Linked DNA regions of Mus musculus: all the other regions are linked to region 1. The links are chromatin contacts, called in public promoter capture Hi-C maps. All regions are on one chromosome and are shown on one strand. Each heading gives the region's core, a stretch centred on a gene start, on an enhancer-like site or on the middle of the called end of the contact. The rest is flanking DNA. Distances are from core to core; before and after follow the strand shown.

What was found. Promoter capture Hi-C pulls out the DNA fragments that hold promoters and counts their contacts. Capture Hi-C pulls out chosen DNA fragments and counts their contacts.
Region 2: a contact with region 1 is called in a promoter capture Hi-C map of pre-B cells, with 5 times the contacts expected there. The contact joins the promoter of 3110004A20Rik here to the promoter of Gabra1 in region 1. A contact is called at or near these places in 2 of 39 promoter capture datasets (hippocampal neurons and pre-B cells).
Region 3: a contact with region 1 is called in a promoter capture Hi-C map of cranial neural crest. The contact joins the promoter of Hmmr here to the promoter of Gabra1 in region 1. A contact is called at or near these places in 2 of 39 promoter capture datasets (cranial neural crest and frontonasal cranial neural crest).
Region 4: a promoter capture Hi-C map of cranial neural crest shows a contact between it and region 1. The contact joins the promoter of Ccng1 here to the promoter of Gabra1 in region 1. A contact is called at or near these places in 11 of 39 promoter capture datasets (the 3T3-L1 cell line, 3T3-L1-derived adipocytes, the C10 cell line and 5 more), 2 of 484 Hi-C or Micro-C datasets (cortical neurons and myocytes) and 4 of 115 datasets of contacts at active chromatin or transcription factors (astrocytes, embryonic midbrain, forebrain and 1 more).
Region 5: a promoter capture Hi-C map of second pharyngeal arch cranial neural crest shows a contact between it and region 1, with 5 times the contacts expected there. The contact joins the enhancer-like site here to the promoter of Gabra1 in region 1. A contact is called at or near these places in 12 of 39 promoter capture datasets (the 3T3-L1 cell line, 3T3-L1-derived adipocytes, the C10 cell line and 7 more) and 1 of 9 other capture datasets (adipose tissue).
Region 6: a promoter capture Hi-C map of pancreatic islet shows a contact between it and region 1. The contact joins the promoter of Slu7 here to the promoter of Gabra1 in region 1. A contact is called at or near these places in 5 of 39 promoter capture datasets (the C10 cell line, the SN4741 cell line, cranial neural crest and 2 more), 1 of 484 Hi-C or Micro-C datasets (cortical neurons), 1 of 115 datasets of contacts at active chromatin or transcription factors (forebrain) and 1 of 9 other capture datasets (pancreatic islet).
Region 7: a contact with region 1 is called in a promoter capture Hi-C map of second pharyngeal arch cranial neural crest, with 3 times the contacts expected there. The contact joins the enhancer-like site here to the promoter of Gabra1 in region 1. A contact is called at or near these places in 6 of 39 promoter capture datasets (the 3T3-L1 cell line, the C10 cell line, hippocampal neurons and 2 more).

The regions. Positions count from the first base shown.
Region 1 is chr11:42,181,592-42,184,229 of GRCm38.p6, forward strand. Gabra1 (gamma-aminobutyric acid (GABA) A receptor, subunit alpha 1) reads right to left here and starts at 1,339. Exons shown (of 10, transcript NM_010250.5): 1 at 575-1,339.
Region 2 is chr11:40,474,350-40,476,987 of GRCm38.p6, forward strand. It overlaps 3110004A20Rik (a long non-coding RNA gene), which reads right to left and starts at 1,335. Exons shown (of 2, transcript XR_001780126.1): 1 at 1,191-1,335; 2 at 369-615.
Region 3 is chr11:40,732,117-40,734,754 of GRCm38.p6, forward strand. It overlaps Hmmr (hyaluronan mediated motility receptor (RHAMM)), which reads right to left and starts at 1,321. Exons shown (of 18, transcript NM_013552.2): 1 at 1,198-1,321. The coding sequence starts at 1,243. Nudcd2 (NudC domain containing 2) reads left to right here and starts at 1,545. Exons shown (of 4, transcript NM_026023.5): 1 at 1,545-2,038. The coding sequence starts at 1,850.
Region 4 is chr11:40,753,990-40,756,627 of GRCm38.p6, forward strand. Ccng1 (cyclin G1) reads right to left here and starts at 1,297. Exons shown (of 6, transcript NM_009831.2): 1 at 1,012-1,297; 2 at 1-79. The coding sequence starts at 79.
Region 5 is chr11:40,834,271-40,836,908 of GRCm38.p6, forward strand. No RefSeq gene overlaps it. Among named protein-coding and RNA genes, the nearest start is that of Ccng1, 80 kb to the left of the region's middle. Within about 2 kb of position 1,306, at least 4 of the 459 cell types and tissues checked have an H3K27ac peak or open chromatin away from gene starts, as enhancers often do. A contact at or near this core is called in second pharyngeal arch cranial neural crest, where this site is marked.
Region 6 is chr11:43,432,406-43,435,043 of GRCm38.p6, forward strand. Slu7 (SLU7 splicing factor homolog (S. cerevisiae)) reads left to right here and starts at 1,326. Exons shown (of 16, transcript NM_198936.1): 1 at 1,326-1,414.
Region 7 is chr11:41,056,682-41,059,319 of GRCm38.p6, forward strand. No RefSeq gene overlaps it. Among named protein-coding and RNA genes, the nearest start is that of Ccng1, 300 kb to the left of the region's middle. Within about 2 kb of position 1,315, at least 6 of the 459 cell types and tissues checked have an H3K27ac peak or open chromatin away from gene starts, as enhancers often do. A contact at or near this core is called in second pharyngeal arch cranial neural crest, where this site is marked.

The DNA of each region.
Region 1 (2,638 bases), core at 89-2,588:
CCACCCAGAGCAAGTAAGTTCAGCTTCTCATTTCCAGAATGGGAGAGACCCCTACACCAGAGGGCATTTCAGCTGTGGTGGCTGGAAAGGGGAGAAGAGACGTGTTCAAGCAGGGTGAGCCAGTCTTCCCTAGAATGGAGCAGGGTGACAGGTTTTTGGTCCTAACCTCTTAACTTTAGCTGATGGCAACCCCCAGAGCCACTCCCCAACTCACCGCAGCTCCCCTTGGACAGAAAAAAAGAAGAGGAAAAGAAAAGAAAAAAGAGAGAAAGGAAAAAAAAGAAGAAGAAAGAGAGATCAAAACAACATGTCACCACCCACCCCTCAGGGTACATTCTAATCTTCCTTAAAGAGGAGAGCAGGAAGAGAGAGAGAGAGCGAGAGAGAAAAATCTACTCCTATAAGGCTGCAGTTTTCACCCTGAAAGAAGAAAACATTCCTTGTTTCTACCTGCTCCCAGCTTCAGCTCCTGTCCTGCTCCTGCTCGCTTCCCTGCTAGAACATCTCTGCCTCTCCAGCTAGGACAAAGGCAGGTTGCAAGCACTGGGCGATCGTGGTCCGAAGTCTCACTTACCTCGGGGCCCCCTCTGGGCACCGGATCGCTCCAGACCCGGGAGAAAAGTGTGGGAGAGAGGATCGCGGTGAGTCGGAGCTGCGCGAGTCTGCGAGCGCGGGCGCGCCGGGCGGAGGGCGTCCTCGCGCCGCGCTCACTCACACGGTCTGAGGCATCATGGACTCTGCGTGCTCCTGCACTGGAGATTTCATACCCAAATTTGCTTCCCAATATCCAATCTGCAGCTATACAACAAAAGATTTCTCTGTACCAAGACAGTAGTAATACGTCCCAGCGCAAACCGGATGTGAAATAGGCGGTGACTTCATGCCAGAGAGATTTTATTTTAGAAAGGAAGGTGGTACCAGCCACTGGATCTGGACACCAATCCGCCCATTTTTTATATGCAGCGCAATTTAACTTGCACTCTGGCCCTAATCCCCATCTCTGTAGCTGCCGGCTCAAATCCTTCTTCAATCTGCTGCAAGCATTCCTCTATTTTGGGGGGGAAGGGGGACTGAAAAATGGGGGAAGGGAAGGGTAGAAAGGGTTAGAGATGGGGGCCACTCTTAGGATCTTTTCTCTCTTGATATTTATGAGCATACTCTTCTAAGGTGTGCTCATTAAAGCACAACCGATCCTTGTAACTCTGCTACCTCTGATCAAATATTTAACCACTGCATTCATATGAATGAACGCAAGCTAGGAAGCAGGGAGATGTAGGCTTACACGTGTGGAGAGCGCTCTGTCCTCGACTTGCTCTCCCTCGCACACTCCCACACATATGGCTAAATCCCTGCTTGTTGCAGAACCAGGACGAGTGAGGGACAGTAGGAAGAACCCTGTTTGCTAGGGAACGGCCCCTGGGCTTAGAGTCCTTCATACTTTGTCAGATTCCGAGTGCTTTGCATCCCGCCTTTCATCTACAGCATAGAGGACAGCCAGACAGGCTTCGCAAACGGGTTTTTAACCTTTGCGTGCGTTGTCCTGAAAAAGCACAGACTCCCTTAACTCTGAATTTTGCAAGGTTTTCGAACACGGAATATTTAACTTCGCATAAATCATTTCTGGGTTTGAGAGGCACATCTCCATTTCCGGAAACATGCCTTTGCCTTGAACTCCATCGTTTTCGGTTCAGAAAAATGGGGGGGGGGGAATTTTTAGAAGTCAGTGGGGGGAAAGCTTCTACTTTGTTTTTTCTTCTCTGTCCTCTTTTCTTACCTTCCCTGAGAGTTCTTCACCCACAGATAACTATACATGCAGGATGTGTGTGTGTGTTTGTGTGTGTGTTTGTGTGTGTGTGTGTGTGTGTGTGTGTGTGTTCGACATGTTCCTGAGGGATTTTCAGGGACTGAGCAATGACTGTGGTTCCTTGCTGGGTTTTTGTGAATGGCTTCTAGCTCAGGTCATGGGTGCTGTCTTCCTCAGGGTGCTAGTAGACAATGGCCAGCACCTCCAAGAGCTGCTTTTCAGCACTTTAAAACCACATGGGGAGGAGGTGCTGAAAAATATGAGGCATCCTTATGCCATTCATATTTCTGGTAGATGAAGTCTGAATTTGGGTAAACCCGCTGACCATTTTCTTCTAGTGGACTTCTGGCCGAGGAGAAATTTAAAATAGAGGCTGAGTGTTGTCCAAAACATTAAAGGGGGGGGGGGGGGGGACTAATTAGCCAGCACCAAACACTCCTGTGTTTAGCATTCTACAAGTTGTTCTTGGCGTATGCTGCAAGGAAATCAGTTTATAAGATGAAACCTTAAGCTATGCAGTTGCAATGACGTGGCCTTCACAGTCAAGGACCACATTCATAATGTGACTTTGTTCTCTGGCTTTTGGGGGGTGAATTGCTGACAAGGAATTTTCAAGATAAGCGTTTGGAAGGTGGGGTTGAGGACTGACTCGAGGCATCTCTCTTTAAACAGTAATAATTGCCCGCAAAGCACACAACAAGGGTCGATGCACTCTCAAATACCAGCGAATACTGCCATTCCCTTGTGTGGCAGAGCTCCATTTATCAATTAGTTACTTGTTCACTGGGCAGCTTGTAAAGCAAGACTAACTTTACTGAAGTCCTGAAGCCCCAA
Region 2 (2,638 bases), core at 85-2,584, 1.7 Mb before region 1:
TTTCGATGTCTCTAGCACTGGGACTAGAGAAACAGTGTAGCAGATAAAAGCTCTTGCCATGCAAACCTCATGACTTGATTTCTATCTATAGAATCCATGTTGGAAGGAAAGAACCAACCCTAAAAGTTGTCTTCCCCCCCCCCTCCACATCCATGCAGTGGCATCACCTATGCTCCCACATACACACTGTAAACACACACATACACACACACATATCAATGATAAATAAAATTTAATAGCCCTGAAAAGGAGCAAGAAGTTTTGATGGAATCATCAAAATATCTGCATAGTAATTGTCCGTAGAACTCTATATAATCTCATTCCAGAGAAAACAAAGAGAGAGATATCTGATTGCCACCACTGTCCAAGAGTTGTTAGATAGTTTTATTTATTTGAAGTGTTCATATTCCATACAATCACTAAATCGGGAAAGACAATTAGAACATTATTGGAATCAAATATTTCCCCCACTGGAGAGTCAAAAACAATGTTTGATCTACGTTTGATCCAAGTATAAGAAATGAGGCACGAACTCTAACCCACAGCTGTAGTTTTTCTCTGAGTGTCAGGTGAACACAAGTCAGGATTTTTGCGAACATGCAGAAAAGTCAGATCCTACAGGACAGAAAAAGAAGAAATACTTGCTTGAAAATGAATCTCACAAAAAATTTATAATTTCCTGACAGATCTTCTCCTATGATCTTCAAAAGCTCTCAGAGAAAGTTTTATTTTCATCATTTTTCAGCAAAAAAAAAAAAAGTCCTTAATCATTATCAAAAGAATTTAAATTTGAGATACCCATCTGTTGCAATTTTTAGAGGCTCCAAACACCCTCACAGAGAGAAAAACCTTGGTTTTGAACTTCAGTGATTAAACAGTGGTCTCCATTGTACAATCTGCTTATACTGCTGTTAGGTAGCAAGCAGTTTAATGCCAACCTTCAGTCAAGAGCCTCTTGTCCTACAAGACACTCGTTATTCAAGAAGAAAACAATCTACGTTTTAAAAATGAAAGAATCTCCAATTCAGAGACCTTGCAACCACCAGAATTATAATGATTTTTTTCCCTCTGAAATAATAAAGAAAGCACTTAATTATCATCTCATGGTCATCTTTCTGCCTATGTGCAGATTGCAAAGTCCAATAACAATTTGAATGAAAGCATCCCTTCATGGCCACAACCCGTCATACCTGGACTATAGCTTCCAGAAGATGATTATACGCTCGCAACCAGAAGGTCACCACAGAAGGCCAAAGTCACCAACTAGATGCTTGAATTCTTTCCCAAGTACACGCTAACACAATTCAGGGTGAATGACTCTGAAGAGAGAAACAGCTTACAGAAGGGACAATTTTTAAATGCCCCAGTTAATGCTTTGAAAGATAATCTTTAAATAAACATGACAATGAAATCTAGGCAATAGGCTGATTTTCTTTTCCCAACGTGTTAACTGGTTCATGGTCTGAATTAAAAATAATCATAAAAATTATACAAAACTAATATTTTACAGTAATGTTCACCAAAGTAGTTGAGACAGGGCTTAATGAGAGGAACCTCTAGGAAAAAGATAGAGCCCTACTACATCAATTTGCTATAAATGACAGCATGTGTTGTGTTTTATTTTGAATTCTCTGATAAATGAATGTTTATCCTGGGATCAATGGATCTGGGTGAACGGCAGATTGCAGTAGCAATTGCTTTCTTACCGAGAGAATTATCTTAAATCAGATCTTCTTTGTTTGATGAAACCTAAATTGCAGGGGGAATATTTAAACATCTAAGGAGAAAATCCATAGATAAGCTAACACATGGCTCCGAGATGCATTTAGCAGAACTAATTGTCTCTATTATTCTTTTATTCCAGGAGCCACAGATAGAATGTATAAGTCAAATAACAAAATACCTATCATTATACCTTCTTGATCAAGGACTGTAGGCCACCAAAGTAGTATATTTACTTCAAGTGAAGTAGGAGGACTGGAGCAAACCACACAAATCACATCTAGCATAAGCCCAGCTAAATAACAAGACTAAGAGTAAAGACACATTCCTCGCTCTCTATCATTATTTGTAAGGCCATCGGAATGGTAGTAGCCATCTCTCCTGTATACTATTGATGGTCACGAGGCTCAAAAATAGTGAGAAGACCTGCAAGTTGTAAGTGAACACACACAGATTGCCTGAGACACTGGTGAATATGTAACCATGGTTAAGATCTGTTCCTCAGATGGGACAACACACATTTGAATCCTATGTTAACCAAACAATGGATATAGAACCCGAAGGAAAGGCATTTTTAAGCTTAGTAGCTGGAAAATAACTTTTGAAACGCAGGAAGTATTCAAATGCTGTCTCCTCACCATGTTCTGGTCTGTGATAGCCTACTGGTGTGCTCCTCAACAGTCCTAAGTACAATGTCACCACACCCCCTGACCTATAGGCATGGTCCCCGTTGTCCTGACTTCATCCAGACACTGAAGAGTATGGTCTGACACAGTCCTTTCTTTTCATTCTTAGACCTTCAGTCTTTGTTCTCGCTAAATTTATCTACTGTGTATTTCTCTTCGAATCACCTTGAAAGATCAGAGACTATGCAAATAGGAGGCAGAGCCATCCTAAAACAAACTAAAGTGTTCTC
Region 3 (2,638 bases), core at 71-2,570, 1.4 Mb before region 1:
ATAGAGACTACTAACCAGTACATGCTACAGAGGATATAAACCGGCCTTTCATCTTCCGCTCCATCACTTACTTGCTGGCTGCATAATATAGTCAGAAACTCTCTCAATGTTCTCATTTGTAAAGAGTACAACTTTGGTACTTTTCTCGTCTAGCTGTTCAAAGGAATAACATATAGACCTTACGACAGTACAGCTGCACAGTTAGCATCTATCACCTCACACCCAAGGCTCTAGTTACTTGTGCATAAACCACAGCCCTTAAGAGCATAGCATATATCCTTGGAAGTCTGGGTTCCCACTCCATTTCTGCCAATTTAGTTTCATAAAATTGAGTGGATTTCAGTCTCATTTTTCATTTACTTCCAACATGCTATTAATTTGTTGTAGGTGTGAGTTACTGACAGTCTATGTAGCTCAGGCCACTAGGTCTGGAAGTGTCTATTTCTTACAGGTGAAAACATTAAAAATTACTTTATTCTAACTGTTTAAATGCTATCACCATCTACACTCAATTTACTCTGTCATCTACACACCAAGTTCCACTATTCTATTGTTAAAATGCTGAACATTACTTAAGAATTGTTTCATGAGATGGCTCAGTGGGTAAGAGCACTGACTGCTCTTTCAAAGGTCATGAGTTCAAATCCCAGCAACCACATGGTGGCTCACAACCATCTGTTATGGGATCTGAGGCCCTCTTCTGGTGTGTGAGGACAGCTACAGTATACTCATGTTAATAAATCAACCTTAAAAAAATAAAATATTAAAAAAGAAATTCCAAAGAACTGTTTCACGAGTGGAAAAGAATCCGTGGGCAGCTGTCTTTACTGAACAGATTTCTCAGTCTTTATGCTTTTATATCTGAATGCAATGTCAATGCAGAAAATTCTAAAGAGAGTAACTTCTTTTTAAAAAGAAAAGTAGCGCCTGCCAACTCCTAATCCCCTTCAACCAGCTGTGGTTTCTCCATGGTGTTGATGGCATATTTTGGAATCTCACGCTTGAAGACTCGCTGTGTGCAGGGATGACCTCATTTCACGTAGGGCCGCGTCTCTACCATCCCACACTGCGCTAACCAGGTGTTTACTGCGTGAATTTGGAGAAAAACAAACACCGCCCCAGCCCTAACCTGGCTTTCGAATGACTGGGAAACGAGGGCACATCCCCTTCCCACCCTGTTCCCCCACCCGTACGTACCCGAAGGGTCATTGAATCTCTTCAGGGGCGCCTTAGGAAAGGACATTCTGACGCCTGGGTCCAGATGAGACAGCAATCAAACGCCCCAGCAAACTGTCAGCTCGCCTGAATTCAAATTTACCTCAACTTTCCCCCTCAGCCAATCAGAAAACCTAAACCTATCTGGCCAATCCTGCATGGTCCAAAGAGCATGCGCACTAGATTCCTACCGCCGCCCAATCGGAAGGTTTGTAAGTTTAAGCTAGTAGCCAATAAGAGGCTGCTCCTGATCGTCGCCGCAAACAGCTCTATCCAATCACTTCTGGTTTTACTCAGTTTTACTGGGTAGCCCAGTTCGCGCAAGCGCACTTCACAGGCCGGTGGACGCGTCGGAATTTTGGCGTCACACAGGTTTAAAGATCGCAGGCACTTTTCTCCTTTGTTCCGGCGTCAGTGTTCTTTGGATGTCAACATCTCTAGGCTTCGGTCGATTTCACCAGGGCTCACGAGTGTCTTAAATGGGCTCTGAAAGGGAGAATTTTGCACACTCGGACACGCCAGTTTGGACTCTTGCGCATGTGCAGTGACCCCAAGGCGCCGAGGGCAAGCCCAGAGCCTAGTCCCGCCGGTGTAGTGCTCTCCCGGAGCCGTGTGCCTGCGTGGCGTCTTCAGAATGTCCGCCCCGTTTGAGGAGCGCAGCGGGGTGGTTCCTTGCGGGACTCCGTGGGGACAGTGGTACCAGACCCTGGAGGAGGTGTTCATTGAAGTCCAGGTGCCCCCCGGCACTCGCGCGCAGGACATCCAGTGCGGCCTGCAGAGTCGGCACGTGGCTCTGGCCGTGGGTGGCCGCGAGATCCTCAAGGTAGCAAGCCAGGGCTTGTCCCGAGTTCCTTCTTCTGGCTTTCCCGCACCCCGAGCCCTAAAATTCACGGTGTCAGAGGGATGACTGCTGGGTGTGGCAAGGTTAGTTCCTGGCTGGTAGAAAGAAGTGGTAAATTGTTCTGGCGAGGGGTCTCCACGGAGCACTGCACCCACAGAGCAGATTTTGCGCGGGTAGAACTCAAAGATTTTGTTCTCCACTTTATTTCTAAAATAGGTTTGGGGTGCTTTTATTTCCTCCGGAGTTCCTGCTGACAGAAGGCTAAGTAGGTCAAAAGAACGAATATGCGTCTTCTGGGCACCGATGGGAGTCCCAGAGACTAGACAAAAGGATTCTGAACTCTGTTCATGACGTGTAGGCTAATACAGGCACTTACAAGCAAGGCTAGGGTAATGGGATGAGGATTCCAAGATGTCAGATTGGTTTTCTAAATAACAAGTTTCTTGCATGTTGATCTTCATCGTAGTGAAAAGGTGTGTGAAGTTACCTAATTTCACCAAATTTTTAATCTGGTCACATTTCCCCGTTTTTGGTTAAGAATTTATTAAGACTCACATAACAATCAGGCTATACTTTACACCT
Region 4 (2,638 bases), core at 47-2,546, 1.4 Mb before region 1:
GACATCTAGACTCCTGTTCCAACAGGGTGTTCAGCTGGTGTAGCAGTTTCTGAGAGTCAGTTGTCAGTACTTCTATCATCTATAAATAGAACAAACCCAGAAAAGAGCATAAGAACCCTGCCTGGCTATCTCTGCATTGTGGCAAAAAGTGCTTTATAGTGCATGCCCCCTCCACCCCCCACCCCATTTCCATTACGTCTAAGACGAAGACACTGCAAAGCCAAGGTCTGTAAGTATTTTTACCTTCTCCCAGTAGGTCACATTCCTAAATTGTGAGTTTGTATAGGACATAAACTATGGCTTAAAAATTTTTTTTCTCTACTTAAGCAAAGACTTCTTCATTGTCAGTACATGCCACAAATAGATACTGCCCCACATGATACACCCAAACTAAAAGTCAAATGATAGTACATACTCTGCCATATATGTTAACAACGTGAACCTTAGTTCCTTACCTATGAAGTAGAAATACGATTATTACCTACAATCTCATAGCTCATAGATTGGGTAGCTTAAAAGGAGTCACACAAACCGCTTAGCACACAGGTGCCCATTTATTTCCAGGTAATGAGCTTATTTTTACACCTGTGAAATGAGGGTGACAACATCTGTTTCTTGGAGTGGCTGTGAATAACACACGATATGACTCAGTGTGGCACGGTGCTTAGCACTCAGTGCTCCGAATAGTCTAACGCCATTTAAAAACCAAAAGAAAAAGTTAGGTGAAGCTGGGGAGTTGCATTGGTGGAAGTATGCATTACACTTCCTCTGAGTCCTGGGCACAACCTAAGCCCTGGATACAGAGGACGATTCTTCCCTGGGCAGTTTAAAGATGTGACAGGAAGGTCGTCTTGGTGAGGAACCACTAACTCAGTTCAGGGGTGCAGGTTGGGACTGGGAGGCATGACATAGGAATACCGCTCCCGCTGCGCCTCTCTCTAGGCGCAGACTAGCCCGGGCTTGCGTTCCGGAGTGCAGGGTTCTGAGATCCACCCCATAGTCCCCTCTCACCTTGACAGCCACGTCTTCACCACGGTGACCACCCACCCCGGGCCTGCTCTCAGCTCGCCCCACGTCCCCGATCCGACAGGCCTACTAAGGGGACGGACTAGGGAGTGGGGGTCAAGTGAGCAGAGGCCCGGGGAGGGGCCGGCGTCCCGGTGGAGGGTCCCTCAGCGCCCTGACCAAGTACTGCCTTCCTCGGGGTCAGCGCGCAGCGAAGGACTGCGCCGGGCAGTGGGGGAACAAGCTGGAGACCTGGCTCTCTAGCTGGGACGCATCTACGTCGCTGATTGGTGTGGTTCTTTTGATGGATGGTCTCTGAGGAAGCTCGGCCAATCAGCGCACACTTCCCGTTGTCCAGACTTCAATTCTCCTCCCCTTTCGAGCCACGCCCGACTCTCGCAGCCTCTCTCATTGGAGCATTTCCGAACTGTCCTTCCTTAAGCTGCGGAACTGAGTGTTCAGTGCCAAGGCTTGCCCGGGCAGGTCTGGCCTCTATTAGCCAGATTGGTCTGGGTAGCGGACCAGAATGTACTGTGAGGGTTTTTGTTTTGCATTGTTTTGGTTTTTGCTTTTTTCCTTTTGTTGTTGTTCACTGCAGCTCAGTCCCCTCTTTCTAAAAACACAATGGCAAGTTAAAAAAAAAAAATGCTTTCGTTCTCTTTACAGATAATGAGATGGTAGGCTTCTCTATAGTGTTCTCTATAGGCTTCTCTAGAGTGTTCTCTCTGAGTTTTAGGAATCAGTTCATCGTTATCTTATTTTGTTTCTTGCAAAACTTCTCAGATGTTACAATGATGTCAGAGTATGTAGTTTCTTGGTCCTCTGCTAATTTTCTGAATTTGTTCTTGTAGCACCCTCATACTATCATCAGTGACTTAAAATGCCATATGTCTGGCAGAAAACAGCAAAGAACAGTGCCTGGAAAACCCCATCTGCAGTGAGCCGAATCTCAGGCTTCAGAATAGGGTGTGAAGGAACATTATTCTTACAAAATTAATCTCTATAAGCCTCTTCTCTACCAGGTTAACGGAAAAATAATTATCCTGAACTCTTGCTGGACTCCTTTCGGGGGTAGCGGGGAAGGGCATGTCCTCAGGAGCAATGCACAGAGAGTAGGTTCTCAGCTCGCATGGCTGCAGTGGGGGTGAGGGTGAGGAGTTGGGGTGGTGACGGTGGTGTTCAGGATTTTGTCCATTCCAGTACATCTCATGAAAATAAGAAAGAGCCAAGCCGGCTGGCCGTCCATAACGGTCATTAACTAGATACAAGTGATGTTTTATTTGAGACAGGGTCTTTATGTAGTCCAAGCTGTCCTGGAACTCCTTAGCTATGTAAACTAGGCTGGTCTTGAACTTAGAGATCCACCTGCCTCTGACTCTCCTAGTGCTGGGATTAAAAACATGCACCATCATGCCTGGCCTTTTCTCTTTAATTAAAAAAAAAGTTTTAGATTTTAAAATTATATCTGGGGGTGTTGGTGAAGTGGGGAATGTATGGCACAGGAATGTGGCTACCCTCAGAGACCAGAGATGTTGGATCTGGCATTTCAGGCAGTTAGCTGTGAGTTGACCAAGGAACAGTATTCATTTGGATCCCTGGTTCTGTAAATCTACAAAACCAGTAATTTATAAGT
Region 5 (2,638 bases), core at 56-2,555, 1.3 Mb before region 1:
GAAGAGAAGTGGCATGTTTAGCAGAAAGGCTTCTTGACCTATGCACAGAGTCACTATCAGAATAGTTTTCTTCATGAACAAAATTCTGTAGAGGCAAAAGGCAGTTTGGACCTCCACTTCAACTCAAGTCACATAGTTGTGCCAATATTGGGCAGAAACCAGTGCAACTACAAGCAGCTTTCTCTGTTAGCACACCAGTTTCTTTGAGAATGAGCAATTGAATCTGATCATGACTGGAAGGAGAGAGTAAAAGTAACAACCATTTTTTTTTCTTTTAAAAATTAAGGACATTAGTGGTATATAGCTTTTTAGTTGTCTCAAGAAATGAAGACTCCTTGGGCTGGTGAGATAGCTCAGTGGGTAAGAGCACTGACTGTTCTTCCTAAGGTCCTGAGTTCAAATCCCATAACCACATGGTGGCTTATAACCACCTGTAATGAGATCTGATGCCCTCTTCTGGTGCGCATGAAGACATCTACAGTGTACTTATGTATAATAATAAATAAATCTTAAAAAAAAAAAGAAATGAAGGATCCAGTGAGGTGGCCAAACATGGAAGGAACCAGGATGTCTAGGTAAAAAATACAACCTTGAACAATTCCAGTAGTAAAATAGTCTACAAGTTTTTAAGAGCAAGGGTAGGTAAAGGGTAGGTATATTAGATTAGGTCTGTATTAGGTTTTTCTGTGGTCTTTCTGTGGAGATAAAAATCCCTTTCAAGTTCATCAGCATCACTTTGCAGGGAATCATCATTTAGGAGATACTTGGGTTTACCTGAGGTAAAGAGAAAAGAACAGGCGGCCTCAATGAGTGCGAAGACTTTGATAGGATTTCTGAGTCAGAGTACATAGCAGTCAGGAGACTACAAGACAAGATCCTAACGATCTGCTGTAAGCTTACACGAACATCATGCTCTGGGATCTAGAGTATGGGAGGCACAGTGCTATAAAAGCGAGAACAAGCATATAAGTTGTGAGACTAGTGCAATTTTCCTTCTCTAGTTAGATCATTACAGGTGTCTTTAGGTGATTTTCACATTTTGATTGATGTGAAAAATCTTCCCCAATCAAGGAGTCAAGAAAGAATCTGCAAAGACATTTCCCCATCTTAGCTGGAGTGAAGTGATAATTGAGTTCAGACAAACAAAACAACACGTTCTACATCTCATAACAAAGCTGGCAAAATTACAAGACATCTAATGTGATAGACCTAGATAATCTTCCAGGGAAACCCGAGACCAAATGCCTCGAACAGTTTGTTAAGGGTTCTGCACTCTAAGTGGCCTCTAGATCTGTGCAGCTGCAGGCAATTTGCAGGAGAGGCAGTGTGGTGTGTGGGTCCCTGGCAAGGGATGTTCATTTGAGACTATCCCCTCCAACAGCTTTTGCCATTCATCATTTCCACATCCAGATGGCTCCCATTGTCTATAGATTCCTCTTTTTTTTTTTCTTTTTTTTAGTGCAAAGTGGCCGCTCTTAAATCTGTCATGTATTAGTGTTGGAAGCAATTTTATTATTCATCTAGTAGTCCAATTACCACTCTTTATAGAAGAGGAAGTGGAAATCCAAAGAAGGGAAATATCGTGGTCAAAACTACCCAGTTCCGTTGTGTCACAGCTGAAGGAAGAACATTTTTATCTCTTGGATCTCTGCCTGGTGGGTGCTTCTTTCAGTTCACCAGAACCTGATCATTTTGGGGGAAACTTGTGGCCCAGTATTTGAAGTCAGTGGATGATGAATTCAAGTCTCATCTCTGTGATTTGGTCGTTATGTGACCTTGGGTAGTTAATCCTTACTTCTCTCATTTGTGAAATGAAGTTGGCAATAGAACCTTTAACACAAACTGTCAGGAGGGCAAGTGGATAGTGATGCTTAAAGTGTTTATTGCAGTATCTGGTACACAGCATTACTCAGCGAATCAATTTTTATTTCTACAGATGCAAATCCTTTTACATTAGAGCATAAAGAACTTTTGGGGGCTGGGGAATGCAGTTAGTATTTTCTGGATGAGTATCTAATATATATTAGATATATTATATATTATCAAATCTTGATTTCTGGATACAACTGTACATCTATCATGCATGCATACATACTCTAATATATATATATACTATATATACATATAGCACCTCTGGTAGCTATAAAAGAACTTCTGTAGGAATCATTTTATTAGATAGGAAGGTAAAGAAAATATTTTAAGTTCTCAGATAATGGTTTCTCTCTCATTGTCTACTGCACAGCACTTAATGTTGAAGATCAGTGGGCCTGTGCTACCAACTTGAAGCCCCCACCCCCCCCCCCCAGGTGAAGAAGAGAGGCTCTGGATTTTTAAAGTAATGCACATAATTAATTAAGGGCCAGTTTGATTTTTTGAAGAATGTGATATTTTGTTCACAAGAGGAAAAAAAAAATCACTGACATGCTCTGAATTTCCTATAGTGGCTGATATAAGGTCACTAATGTTTAGAGGGACAGTTAATCTACTGAGAAATCTGAGAAGAAAAGCAAATGAGGGGATAGACAGAACATCTTAATAGTTAAGAGTGTGTACTGTGTTTAGGAAGCACCCAAATTCCACTCTCTGTCTCCTTGTCAGGTGGCTCACAACTGCCTGTGACTCTGGTTCCAGGGCATCT
Region 6 (2,638 bases), core at 76-2,575, 1.3 Mb after region 1:
TCTCCTAATTTAGCTTTACAGAAAGCGTTCATCCAAAGATAATCCCTGCCTTCTTGGTCCCTCTCTCAAGCCTTGCGCTCTGAGTCCGCAGGACTCTGCTCTGCCTTTAGCTGCCTTGAAAAATCAAAATTATTTTTACATTCTTAACCCACTTCAAGTTCCTTTTTTAAAAAGTCTACTACTTTGGGCTGTTTGACTGAGGTGGTGGGGACGTTAGCTATAGTCCTGTATATCTGAAGAGCACTTCACGTAGGGGAAGTATAAATAACCACAAGACAGCATAAAGAAAAATGGCCAAGCAATGGCTCAGTAGTCAATACAGGTCATTCTTGCAGAAGCCCCCGGTTTGGTACTCATTCTGGTTCACAGACATATATCTGCATTTCCAGTCACAGATGATCTAACGCCAATGATGTGCAAACTCACACACAAAAAACATAAGGCTTTTTTTTTTTTTTTCCTGAGACAGGGTTTCTCTGTGTAGCCCTGGCTGTCCTGGAACTCACTCTGTAGACCAGGCTGGCCTCGAACTCAGAAATCTGCCTGCCTCTGCCTCCCAAGTGCTAGGATTAAAGGCATGTGACACCACTGCCTGGCATAAGGCTTTTTTTTTTTTTTTTTTTAAGAAAAATAAATTCACCAAAGTCGCCTATTTTCCAGGAGTTTGTTTTTTATGGGGATGTTTGTTTGTTTGTTTGTTTGAAAAAGGGTCTTCCTATGTCACTGGCCAGGACCTCAAAGATATGCCTATCTCTGCTAGGATTAAAGGTGTGTGCCATTACGCCGACCTTTGCAGCATTTTCAATAATCATTTTTGCTAAGATTCTGTGCTGTAGGCTGGCAAGATGGCTCAACAGGTAAGAGCACTCACTGACTGTTCTTCTGAAGGTCCTGAGTTCAAAACCCAGCAACCACATGGTGGCTCACAACCATCTGTAGTGGAATCTGATGCCCTCTTCTGGTGTGTCTGAAGAGAGCTACAGTGTACTTATATATCTTTGGGTGGGAGCAAGCAGAGACTGACTGGGCGAGCGGGGTTGACCGGAGCGAGCAGGGGTCCTAAAAAAATTCAATTCCCGACAACCACATGAAGGCTCACAACCATCTGTACAGCTATAGATTATCCATATACATAAATAAATCTTTAAAAAAAAAAAAAAAAAAAAAAAAAAAAAAGATTCTGTGCTGTTCCAGAAAGAAAGCTGCACTGCCATCACTTCGCCTTTCTGGGTCAAAAAAAAAAAAAAAAAAAAAAAAAAAAAAAAAAAAGAGCCAAGCGCTTGCAAATGCGCATGTGCCGATCTCCCGGAAGTTATCTCTGCGCAGCCGGAAGAAGGCAGGGAACCCGGAAGTAAACATTGCCGAGTCGCTTCGTTTCTGGCGGATGGTTTTGAGTGGTCTGCGGCGCGACTGGGTAAGTTGGGGTTCTGAGATTGAGCAGACGAACTGGGGACCTCGGGGAGCGGGTATCCCCTGCAGTGAGTCCTCGCGGTGATGAGCCGTCGTGGAACGGCGGACCCGGGTGGAGACTGTGGCCCAGGACGCAGGCGCCGCCCTCGCGTTCAGCCGGACCGAGGCTGACTCCTCAAGGAAAAGCCCTGGTCACTGTAAGCCGGACATCCTGAGCAGCCCGTACCGAAGCTGAGCCCTCTGTCCCCAAAAGAGTTCCTTTGAGGTTCAGTTTTTTCCGTTAGGTGGAGATGATCTTATTTTGTGAGGGTCAAATTAGAATGTCCGTATTGCATCAGTGAGTGGGAGCTGTTAAAGTTCTAACTCGGAGAGAGCCGGACCCTCTGCAGAGCAGTGGAACCTAATGACAAAACACTTCAGTCCCTCTTAATCTTGAATGTGACAGGCCTGCACTCCAGTGTCTGTGGTTTGTAACAGGGGTTGAAAGACCAACTAAAGTCAGGCTTGGGTTTGCGATCTGTCGTCTCTCACTAATGTCTTGTTATCTGAAGGTGTTAACCCCCCCCCCCCCGCCCCAAACTTGTTTCCTCACCATAAAATAGGGTGGTTGTAAAGATTTGGTGACGGTCTGCATGGTAAATTAAAGAAATGGTAACTGTTAAAATGAAGATGATTAAATCTGTGCTTCTAGTATATACTACCACGGATTTCTAACACTTCTGTTTTTATTTTTAAGTCTATTTTATTTTAATTATGTGTATAAGTAGGTAGGTGGGTTTGCCCTTGTAAGAACGTGTGTAGTCTTCTTGGAATCCCTGTAGCTGGAGTTAGGGACAGTTGTGAGCCACCTGACATAGATGCTGAGAACTGAGTTAGGGTTGTCTACAGGAGCAGTAGGTGAACCGTCTCACCTGCCCCATACACAGACCTCTATGGTGGCATATGCCTATAAAGCCAGAACTCGGGAGATGGAGGCAGACACAATTTCACAGGAAAGTCATGGAGTTTAAGGAATGCTGTGGATAAATACTTAGTGTTCTGGGTGTGGATGTCATGTACACAGTTGGTTGTGTAGATTTGAAGATCAAATGAAAAGTCTAGGGCAGAGAGATAGTATGGAACCCCAGTAGTGGGATACTGTTCCTCCTGAATCTTGGCAACTGGTATTGTTTAGAGTGGTGAGTGAGGCTCTTGCTGCTCTGTAAGGAATCAGCCTCTAAATAAACGT
Region 7 (2,638 bases), core at 65-2,564, 1.1 Mb before region 1:
TGGGTAGGACCATCTCTGGGCTGTCAGTCTTGTGTTCTATAAGAGAGCAGGCTGAGCAAGCCAGGGGAAGCAAGCCAGTGAAGAATATCCCTCCATGGCTTCTGCATCAGCTCCTGCTTTCTGACCTGCTTGAGTTCCAGTCCTGACTTCCTTTGATGATGAACAGCAACGTGGAAGTGTAAGCCGAATAAACCCTTTCCTCCCCAACTTGCTTCTTGGTCATGATGTTTGTGCAGAAATAGAAACCCTGACTAAGACAACATATTTTCAATGTAAAATTCTCTTTTTGAGAATTTGATATGTGAATACTGTAGCTGCATAATTTCTACCTTTTCTGCTTCTCCTTTTAATTCCTCCTGTATCTCCTACCTCCTTTCAAATTTATGACTTACTTAAGAGAGACTGGATGTTCATCCAGGGCAGGATACTAGGTTGCCCTTAGTTGCCACTATATATATTTGTAATTTAGTTGATTAATGATAAAAAGGAGAAACAAGGATTTGATACATTATGAAAGGAAGCCAATGATGTCATCTTCCCATTGTCTCAGATCACATCTTGCCCCGTCTCAAAATGTGATTCCCAACCATTCCACATAAAGAGATCATTAAAATACTGAAAAATTAATCATTATTGATTTATTTCATGTGACGAGAAGACTAATCTAATATGCTGTCTTTGAGAAAATCTGGCAAAGTCAATTAGAGGTGAACAATTCCTTTAGAGTAACCTTTGGCTTCCAATATAAGAAATAATAAGATTGATGGATTTTCTTTGCTATCAAGTCATGACTATTGGAAACTCAAACAGTAAAATACACAAATAAGAAAATGCTTAAGTAAGTCTTCCTTTGGTAAACTGAAATAAAAGTTTGCTTCTTGTTTTTGAGTTTACTCTAAATTTTAAAGGATATTTTATTTGTAAAATTGAATATCTTGAGGTTTGGATCTTTCTCTTCGTTACTTAATTGCCAACTATAATAACTATAAAATGAAAAAGTATTTAAAAGATAGACAATTTTTTTAAGTATGTCTATGGACTGATACAGTGGTCATGTCAATGCAGGCTGTAGTATGTCAATGCAGGCTGTAGTTAGCTAGAATTGTTAGGACATGTGTTTGCAATTTTGCAAATAACAGTTTAATTAGGATGGATTTAGCTTGAAGACTTTAACTTTATCCAGAACTGATCAAAATTTGTTTCCAGAGTGGCTTAGTCATCCTTATTTGGGACAAGGGTCTGGGAGTAACCCAGCTCAGTTGTGCAAGGCATTAAGCAAAACTCACCATGTATCTCAAGTTTGTGTTCTCCTCGAACACACTGACTGATTCTTCACTGACTGAATAGGTCAGATGACTAAGCTAGGAGTCAGAGCAGAATAGGTCAACACAGGCTAGAAAAAAGCCACATCGTTAAAATCAGTATTGGGTCAGTTCATGTAAATAGTTGATCCCAACAGTGTAATTTTTCTCTTGCTTCGAACCTAATAAGCACAGGATCTATGATTCTCTTGAGAACTTTATTGGGGAGCTTTGGTTACAGTATTACTGAGTATCTGTTATATTATGAAGCTAGCTTATATGTTATCTAGTTTGGTTATTTCTTCAAATGGTAAGGACTAGTCTTAGATTTGAGACTTAAATTTTTTTTATTTTTGGAAAAAAATGAAAATCATAAGAAATTAACTATGTGGCTATAATAAGGGTTTTTTATGTTTCTTATTAACTATGAAGACACCATCTTTCATACAGCAGTTATTACTCTTAAAGGAGGCACTGTTGAGAGAAAAAGTATTTCAAGAATTTTTGGAAGTAGATTATGCTAGACAAAAGGAGAGGAAAATATCTAGTAATTGGAGTCAGTTCTATGTGGATGAATTGTAGCACAATAGATTACAACACTCAGCAAAGCTTCCCAGATTTAGAGTGGCATTTGTCTTATGCCGAGACATTAACAAACTTGGTCATATAATGTACTTAACTCAGAAGTATGCTTTTGTTATAATTGTTATCTACTTGCAGCGATACAAAGGCTCTGCTGATATTAAAACTGTTACACCTTTGCCACAGATTTTTTTAAATGTCTTATATAAGCAGATGCTTACTCTGGCAAACAAAAAATATCTCGTATTTTACAGTTAAGAAGTGGAGAGTCTTCCTAAGGTAACTTGTTTCTCCAAGGTCTGTGTTAGAAACTGCATATGCCTCTAGTACACATTTAATTATTACTGTTTCTGATCTTGCTTCCAGAAAGTAGAAAACATCTAGGCTGAAATTTCAATCTGGAGAGTTATCACAAAGGGAATGAAAGTGAAGACCCAAACCTTGGCAATTATTTACTATGAAGACAAGAAAATGCAAATGAGCACTGTCTGTGAGCTTATGAATCTATAACAGCCATCTGTTAAAATAGTTCAAAAGCAAAAGTTTGGTTAGTTATTGTTGACTGGTTTTAATAAGCTTGAATGCTGCTAGTTCGCCAGCAAGGAATTTCAATCTGAAGTCGACTCATTATTCTTCTATTAGTGTTCCACGATCAGTGTCAGATTACCAAGGCTCATGCAGAGCAGCAGGTAGACCAGATGCTGAACATTAAATTAGCAAAATAACAAGCCAAGATTTGCCTCACAAGCTCTGAT